Linked DNA regions of Mus musculus: region 2 is linked to region 1. The links are chromatin contacts, called in public HiChIP or PLAC-seq maps. All regions are on one chromosome and are shown on one strand. Each heading gives the region's core, a stretch centred on a gene start, on an enhancer-like site or on the middle of the called end of the contact. The rest is flanking DNA. Distances are from core to core; before and after follow the strand shown.

What was found. HiChIP or PLAC-seq counts read pairs in DNA pulled down with a chosen protein or histone mark.
Region 2: an H3K27ac HiChIP or PLAC-seq map of extraembryonic endoderm stem cells shows a contact between it and region 1. The contact joins two enhancer-like sites. A contact is called at or near these places in 1 of 15 datasets of contacts at CTCF or cohesin (the NIH/3T3 cell line), 10 of 484 Hi-C or Micro-C datasets (the 3T3-L1 cell line, the AML12 cell line, the HL-1 cell line and 4 more), 1 of 115 datasets of contacts at active chromatin or transcription factors (extraembryonic endoderm stem cells) and 1 of 9 other capture datasets (embryonic stem cells).

What each region holds. Positions count from the first base shown.
Region 1 is chr5:151,152,158-151,156,496 of GRCm38.p6, forward strand. All of the region lies in intron 1 of Stard13 (StAR-related lipid transfer (START) domain containing 13), which reads right to left. Among named protein-coding and RNA genes, the nearest start is that of Stard13, 36 kb to the right of the region's middle. Within about 2 kb of position 2,069, at least 65 of the 459 cell types and tissues checked have an H3K27ac peak or open chromatin away from gene starts, as enhancers often do. A contact at or near this core is called in extraembryonic endoderm stem cells, where this site is marked.
Region 2 is chr5:151,296,604-151,301,210 of GRCm38.p6, forward strand. It overlaps a transcript of Stard13 not described here. Among named protein-coding and RNA genes, the nearest start is that of 5430435K18Rik, 46 kb to the left of the region's middle. Within about 2 kb of position 2,563, at least 13 of the 459 cell types and tissues checked have an H3K27ac peak or open chromatin away from gene starts, as enhancers often do. A contact at or near this core is called in extraembryonic endoderm stem cells, where this site is marked.

The sequences.
Region 1 (4,339 bases), core at 819-3,318:
GTGTACCCCACTCTCTTAGGGCTTCAAGCTTCACCTGATGAATTATTGAATGAGAGAGCCTCAGGGCCATCATGGAGCCTTGAGGTGGAAGGGAGAGCATTAGACAGAAACAATATAATATATGGAGATCTACACATGGTGGGGCCTTAGGGGGAAGGAGAGGCTTCCTCTAATGCCTGGAGAGAAGCTTCATTAGGAGAACATCGGAGGGGGCAGGGAGGGAAGGTGAGTGAAAAGGGATTCTGTAGAGGATGGGTGGAGTGTCTTGGATCAACACCCCAAGCAAGGGAAAGTTCTGGCTTCTTATAATCCTTAAAGGGTCGGAGAAATTCTTACACATCACGATTTAGTTCAATAGCGCATGTGTGATGTGCCAGGCAACCTGGAGGAGCCAGATACCATAAAGTGAGAGGTTTTGTTCAGGATGGAGGCTGCATCTTAACTCTGTCCCAGAAAGAGTGGGAGGGAAGTGTGGCCCGATTCAGGCTACGATGTCAGGCTTAAAGGTGCAGGCCAGTGTTCTAATGATATACTTATAAAAGTCAGTAAAAAGCTTCAAGTCTATTTCTGCTTAACTTCAGGCCATGATCTTGGATCATTGTCCCATCTTGTTAAGATCTTTTCAGTCTCCTCCAGCACAGCCAATATGTTAACTCCCCTTCTCGGAAAGCAGCAGTCCCTTCGTAGGTGGGCCCATCCCTCAACCCCCTTTGTTCTGTTTAAAAACACTTCTGTTCCTGGTGGGCTAGTTTACAAGATACATGAGGACAAGAATCTTCTCTGTCTTATTTAATACAGGGCCTCGAATGGAGTTTGAGTTCAATAGGTTTGCAGTAAGTAAAATAATAGAAGATTAAGGAGGTGTGATCATGGGTGTGGTGGTGAACGGTTTCAATCTGAGCACTGGGGAGGGGGGGCAGAGGTGGGTGGAGGAGTGGGTACAGACAGGTGAATATCTATGTTTTTTAGCTAGCCTTGTCTACATAGCTAATTCCAGGTTAGTCCAGCCTAATGAGATCCTGGAGAGAGTAGATGCGGAGAAATGGGAGCAGGGAAGCAAGGAGAGGAAAGAGGACGGGAAGAAAACATTGCAGATAAGAGCAAGAGCGAAGGCATGGTTGTAATCTGGGACGCTGCAGATGTCAGTCACTAATTTCAAGGAGCCTCAAATCTGCATTTGCAAAATAGAACTCCAACCTCACAGGACTGTTCTGTGAGTTGAAAGAGAGGCTGTATACACACACAGCTAGTGGCCAGAAGGTAGGAGGGTTGATTGAGAGTTTGCCTAGGGGTCCATCTCACTCCATAACCATGGCTAACACTGTGGAGGAGGAGGAGAAGAAAGAGGAGGTGAAAGAGGAGGAGATGGAGGAGGAAGAAAGAGGAAGAGGAAGAGGTGGAGGTGGAAGAGGAAGAGGAGGAAGAGAAGGAGAAAGAGGAGGGGCAGGAGGAGGAAGAAAGAGGAAGAGGAAGAGGTGGAGGTGGAAGAGGAGGAGGAGGAAGAGAAGGAGAAAGAGGAGGGGGAGGAGGAGAGAGGAGGGGAAAATGTGGTCTTTGAGTCAGCATGCTGTGCTACCTGGACCTCAGGCACCCCACCGCGTCCCTCTCTCCAAATGAATCACTCCATCAAAGGGGAAGGTTTGCTAGAGCTTCTGGCCAGGTTAAGATGATTGTCCACCAGAAGACCATGCACACTTGGTACAGTTATAAAAGCTGTGTAGCCACCAATCTGCAGAGCATTTGGTCTCACTTACTTTTGTGCCTCAAGAGAGGAAGTGCACAGGACACTGTTCTGTTGTCACCTCCCATAAGTGGCTGGTGGGCTCTTACAGGTGGATGCACATGTTGCATTTCCAGACACGTCTCTTCTTAGTAAAAGCAAACTCTACCGGTGTAACTGGCTGCCTGTGTAAAGTGCAGACACTTCATGCTAGAGTTATTCCTTCCTTTGATGGTGAGCTACAGTGAATCTTTATGTTCTATGGGAATTTGAAAGCCCCTCCCCCACTCCCGCTGAACCTCCAATTAGCTTGTCAGCAACATTGCTGCTCAAACACAGGGCACTCAACCCTGAACTCAGTTTCAAAAACAGACATCAACAAGTAAAGTAAAATCAATAAAATGCCTTCCCTTTCAAAACAGACGAGAAAAAACAAAATAAAGCAAAACAAAACCCTACATCGAAAACTTTTGATATAGCTTTAAAAAAAAATCAAAACAAGGAGTGGGTGGGTGAGAGTTCTCAGCAGTTTCAGGCATAGGCCTGTCAACCCTGAAGACTTGAGTTCGATCCCTGGGTCCCACTTAAGGTGAAGAGATGTCTCCAAGTTGTCCTTTGACTTCCATATTTAGTAGCTTACTCCCACACATAAAAGAAATGAATAAAGGTCAAATTATTTTAATTTTAAATAAGTTAAAAGTCAAAATAAGGAACTTTAGCTAGAGACACACTGACTATGATATTCTTGTTTTTTGGTGTTTTCTGTATCATAATGGCAACTGGTGGTAGAAAAGGAAGCCCTGTCACCTTTTAATCCTGTTTCTTCTGCTTAAATAACACAATTTACTCAAGATTTTGAATAGTTTTGATGGCTCTGGAAACTGTCTTCCTGCCCCACCCCCGCCCCCTTTTAATTCTCTGCCTTTAATCCTGCATGCCTCTGGCCACGCCCCTCATGACAAGGAGTCTTTGGGAACAGGGTGAGGTCCCTAGGGCCTCTAGAGGCTGTCCTGGAAGCCAAGATAGCAGCATGCTAGACATTCCATCTGGACTCAAACAGCTGCACAGCAGGCTTCAATCATTTGTTTTAACCACAAGGAGTGTCTGAGAAGGTCCCTCACTCGTGGCTGAATTTAGAGCCCTCCTTTCTGCACAGTGCCAAGAGACTTTATAAATCCCAACAGCCCAGATCTCTGCCCGCCAGGCTGCCAGCTTGTTCTATGGGGGTGTTGGTGAGGTATGGAGGGAGAGTGTACCTCAGTGGGCCCATGCCAAGGCATCCCTTCCCCATGAGGGAACAGCCACAAGACTATATAGTATAGAATAGAGTTTATTCAGGACATGAGGAGGGGAGTTAAGATAGCAGTAGTGGCAGAGAAAGGCAGAGAGAGAGAGAGAGAGAGAGTAGAGAAGTAGAGGCCGGCCATAGCCATGAGCATGTGGAGAGAGGGGGAAGGGAAGGGAATGGGGAAGGGGGAGCAAGAGCAGGAGAGAAGCAAGAGATCAAGAGAGGGCAGAGGGGGCAAGTAGCACCTTTTAGAGTGGGTCAGGCCTACCTGGCTGTTGCCAGGTAACTGTGGGGGTGGCACTTTGAACACTAACAGTACTGAAGTGTGGGAGGAAAAACCACTGCCCTCAGTACCAGGAGTTTTACACTAGCAGGTGTGTGCTTGATTTGAGTTACAGAAAGTTAAAACTGGTTCCCAACCAGCCAAAGACCAAATCAGTAGAGCACTCTTTAGGTGTTCCTTGCCTTCCCCAACATCAAACCATTCCTTGAGATTTGCGCTGAAAGAACTCTTTTCAATAAAACTGAACTCCCCAAAGGTCACACAACACTTTTACGGTCCTGTTGGTGCCAGGGGCTGGACAGTAGGCTGTAAAGGACAGAAATGTGTTTCCTTTGCCCCAGGGAGCTGTCTGCCTTACAATGAGTAAGCTGCCAACCCAGCCAAGGAAGTTTCCTTAAGCAAGGACATGACATCCAGGATGTGCTGACCCAGCCCTTACTTATTTATGCCTTTTAACCAGTTGAGGGCCGAGAGAAAGATCAGTGTCAGACAAGCCTTCCATGAACCAGACCTCAGTCAGTGTCCTGTGGTATGGCTAAGGTCTGAAGAGAACATCCCTTCACATCTGGAGAACTCTGCAGCTGTTGCCTGTCTAATGCTCCTCAAGGTCCTGCCTAATGGATGCATGCCTTTGGTGGCCTTCTGGAGGTGTCTAAGGACCAACCTTACTGAAATCCCTCGTTGTCATTGGTGCTCCCTTGCTGTCAATCATGGCCCCATGCTGTTATACTCACTATTCTTGCCCCATTATCTTTATGGTACCTGGAATAGATCTTAATGTACAAACCATTTTCTGAAAAATTTACTAAGCAAATGAACAGTGCAAACATGGTGGCAGGGGCTGTAGGGGGGGGGGTGGCGGTGTGTGTGAATGATACTGAGAGCTTTTCATTCAAGGGAAATGTCATCATCTCAGAGATCCAAAGGAACTTAGGTGAAGGGTTAAATGAGGTCACTTCAAAGATGTTGAACATTTTTTTTTTTTGGTCACTTTGTGATGGCATCTGGCTCCAGCTGCAGGGTTGATGGGCAAGAGAAACCTTGTGAA
Region 2 (4,607 bases), core at 1,313-3,812, 140 kb after region 1:
CCAGTGAAAAAGGCTGATCACACATCACCACCACAAACCCATTTCCTTTGGCAAATACAAGATACTAAAAATTACACATTGACTTTGGCCCAAGTAAGTTAAGTCTAACTGACTCTGTTGTGGGTGGATTATATTTCAAAAATATTTTTAAAAGGGTTTGCACAAGTCATACATGGGGAGAAGAAAGCATTTTGAAGCATTAAAAACTGTAATTATAGTATTGTTTTAAGAAGTAGTGCTTTAAAAAGAGTCTCAACCAGAATACAGTTGGTGGAGTAAATTTTTATAATATTTCCTATTAAACATTCTAAATTTTTATTATTGTCCTTGAATTAGAATTCAAAATAGTTTAAGCACAGCCTCATGGGAAGGCTCTGCCTAGCAATGAAGCCGTGTTTTCCCAGCATGAGTTCAGAGAAGGCTGGAGAAATTTTTAGCTAAAAGGTGTGCTATATGACAGATTTTCTCAAATAGCTGTGCTATGAAAGCAAAGTCTAGGAATTCTACAAAAGGGCAGAAGAAATATAGTATGCACTTCAAATCTTCCCTTTATTTTTACTTCCCTGATTTCTTATACATTTGACACATGTAATACTTATTTTTGTTGCCACAAAACATCTCAATAAACGTTGGACGTAAAGTTGTATAAAAACCTAATTTTAAACCCAGACACTATTGCAAATGCCAACAAGAGCTTGCTGACAGAAGCCTGATAAAGCTGTCTCCTGAGAGGCTCTGCCAGTGCCTGACAAATACAGAAGTGGATGGTTATAGCCATCCATTGGACAGAGCACAGGGTCCCCAATGTAGGAACTAGAGAAAGGACCCAAGGAGCTGAAGGGGTTTGCAGCCCCATAGGAGGAAACAATATGAACTAACCAGTACCCCCAGAGCTCCCTAGGACTAAACCACCAACCAAAGAAAACACATGGTGGGACTCGTGGCTCTAGTTGCATATGTAGCAGAAGATGGTCTAGTTGGTCATCATTGAGGGAGGGGCCCTTGGTCCTGTGAAGGTTCTATGCCCCAGTATAGGGGAAATGCCTGGGCCAGGAAGCTGGAGTGGGTGGGTTGGGGAGCAGGGGGAAGGTGAGAGGGGCTAGGGGATTTTCGGAGGGGAAACTAGGAAAGGGGATAACATTTGAAATGTAAATAAAGAAAATATATAATAAAAATAAAGATAAAAATAAAAATCTACTTTTGTGGACATGAACATTTTCATTTCAACCCAAGATGTTTAAGTATGGTTCTAAATGTACATTTTGGTTCATATATACTAGTGTCCAAATATTTGAAATACTGTAGTAATACATAACTTCAGCTATGTAATCTAATGCAAAAAAAGGTCATCTTTAGTACTTCAGTGAGTCTAGTAATGACGCCATTTAATAAAACATGCCATTTAAGTAAGTGTTCCTGACATCTGGTGTTAATCAAAAGAATTTTATGTTTTACAGTTGACATTTAAGAAAAAACCCCATGACTCTAGTTATAGTTATACTACTGTTCATCCCAGACCATAGATGGTATAGGCCATATTTGGAAGGCTTCCTTTTTTTTTGCTTGGTTGGTTGACACAAAGAAACGAGTTGCTTTGTGCATATGTTGTATATAGGATTTAGGCCAGTTCCTAGGAACGAATAAACAAAGAAAGAAACATTAAATAACAACACAGTTTCTTAATAACAAAAGTGGTCACAGTGTTTTCCTGGATTAAGTTTAGGGAATAGAATAGTCTACAGAGTGAGTTCCAGGACAGCCAGGGCTACACAGAGAAACCCTGTCTCCAACCCCCCCCCCACCCCCCACCCCCACACACACACAAAGAAAAAGAATTCATTCTAAAACGACAATCCTAGGAATTCTGCATCTGGGCAAACAGTTGAAGTGAGACTTCCAGGGCGTGGAACCCCATGAGGCCCTAAGAATGTCTATCTTGTGTGAAACTGTATTGTTGCTAGGCAGGTGTGAGCCATTCCTTATCCAAGGCAGGACTGACAGCGGCAGCTTGAGAGTGATACTCTATCAGCCCTGGGCCCAGAACCTGTGGGCGCCCTTTTAGTCTCTCCAGGCCTTTCCAACCAGGAGCTGAGTTGTTCTGCCTGTCTTGCAAATTATCCTGTGTTGAGTATCTTCTTCCATACATTATGTTACATTAGTTGTTCCTCAACTCTCATTTACCTCAACCTACAATGCCTATTTACTCTTCTGGAAATGTATTTATCTGGAACACCAATATAAATTCAATTATATATTAGATTTGTTTTTTTTTTTTAAGTAGAGTTTGTTAGACCATTTGAAAAACAATGGCCAGGTGTGCAAGAGCATTTGGCAGGTGTTAGCAACAGGAGGCAGCACACTATGAGACTACCAGAGAGTCAGACTGTGATCTTTAAATGTAAAGTAGGGGTGTAAATTAGCTCATATGTCAAATGCTGACCGCTTTATTTAGCTTAGAATTCTTTACAGATAACACAAAACTGCTGCGCTGAAGACCGGGATGAGGGAAGGCTGGGATGAGGGAAGGCTGGGGCAGAGGAGTGTATGCAGGCAGTTTCCCTATCTGTGCTTTTGTGGTGCTTGACTGTATTGTTTCATACTTACAAAGGGCTTTAAACGCTTCTCTCCGCCAGTGGATGTGAATTCTGGGAATACTGACTTGTCTGTTTCCTTAGGGTATTAACAGATTAGCAGAGGGCCCATGACCCCAAATCTGAAATTCTACAAGATCTAAAACTGCTGGAGAGATGGCTCACTAGTTAAGAGCACTGGCTGCTTTTGAGGAGGACCAAAGTTCGATTCCCAGCACCCACACGGTGGCTCACAACTGCCTGTAATACCAGTTCCAGGGTATCCGACGCCCTCTTCTGGCCTCCATGAGTAAGTACTTCTTCATGCATGCCCTGTACAGATGGCGTAGGTTTCAGCCATGGTCCTGAACTGTGCTGTGTGAACACAGAAAACAAAAAAAGGAGCTTCCTGCTTACTCGGAAGCAGTTTGCTACTTTGGACCAGAGATATAAGAACTTAATTTGAAAAAAACTTGCTTTGAGCCCAGGGCCAGTGGAAGACAGAAGGGAAGATTCACTACTGTCCATAAAGCAAGAATTTGGCACACTGACTACACACACAGAAGCCAATTAGAGTGAAAGAGCTCGCACAAAAACACGGACGCGGAGGACAGACTGGACTTTCAGCTGTAGCCTTCTCCAAAAGTGTCACTAGAGGAGAAAGCCTTGCCAACAATTTTTACTGAGGTCAAACAGTACTAGGAGACTGGGAGAAGTAGCGAGAAATCTTGGAGCTGTTCTGTGAGGCAAGAGTTGCCGGTGGGGAAGATCTGGGCAGGGTTGGGTGCCCTGGTACTTTCTGTACACTAAGTAAGGCACGGTGAAGAAAAGAGGGAGGTGATGGATGATCAGGTCTTAAGACAACGGCTTGTGATTCCCTGGGCATTTGCTATGACACTTTGACCTCTGCAATGAGGATTTTAACCCAGCTTGTCAGTCACATTTTATTCATGGCCTCTTTTGGCAATGTTTGGGCTAATTTAGAATGGCTTTTACATTTTCAAATAAGTTTTTTTTTAAAAAAAAAGAAAACTATTATGTGATCGAAGAAAATCAGAGAACATCTAATATCTTTTTAAACATTTTATTATGTTGTTATTTAGTGTGTGTTTTAAAAACATCATATTACTTTTTTGTTAGTGTGTGTATTTCTCTGGGTGTTTATGCTTGTTTTGTAGTGTGTGTGTGTGTGTGTTTATGTGCGCATTTACACCACAATAAACATGTGGAAGTGAGGAGACTCTGTGTAAGTTGGTTCTTTCCTTCAACCTTATGGGTCCTGAGGGTCAAACTCAGGTCACCAGGCTTTGTGCCAACAGCCTGTCAGCTTCCACATCATGGAGAGAAGTCTATTAGAATACAGTTGCCATAAGTTGTTTGTGATTGTGGGTGGTTCCTATGGTACAACAGATCTCCTACGTCTGTCACAACAAAAACCACAGACTAGAGTGGCTTAGACAACAGCCATCTACATGCTGGGGCTTCCTAAGATGCACTCTACAAGCTTAATAGCAAATGGGGTGTGTAAGGAGAAAAGATTAGAGAGTGAGTCTGATATACGACCCAGAATAAAGCATAAAGAGAAAAGAGTTGAGTATAAAATCCAAGTGACTTATATACGCAATTGAAGTCTCCAAGAGTGAAGCACTAAGCAAGGATCCCAGGCAGATCTAAACACAACGAGGCTGATGAGACTCTGATGTGTACACTAAGGAAAACCAAGTGTAAAGAGATGAGAGCAGCCACTGCATCCAAGGGAACAAAGATAAAATTAAAGTAAGCCAATGGTCTCCAAGCCTTGGGAGAAGCAAGGGAAGCTAGCAGCCAAGGTGATTCTCTGTGGTCAAGTACGTGGAGATCAGGCACATCCTTTTAGCTTCATACCCATAAAGTCCCTAGTTTTCCATTTCAATCTTCCTATGCATCACCTTTGATAGCTGCTGTATTTCTTCTATCTGTCATGATCTGCGGCTTGTGTTATGGTGGTTCTCCATAAATCCTATTTGTCCTATTCTTGTATTCCTACCACGCTTTATT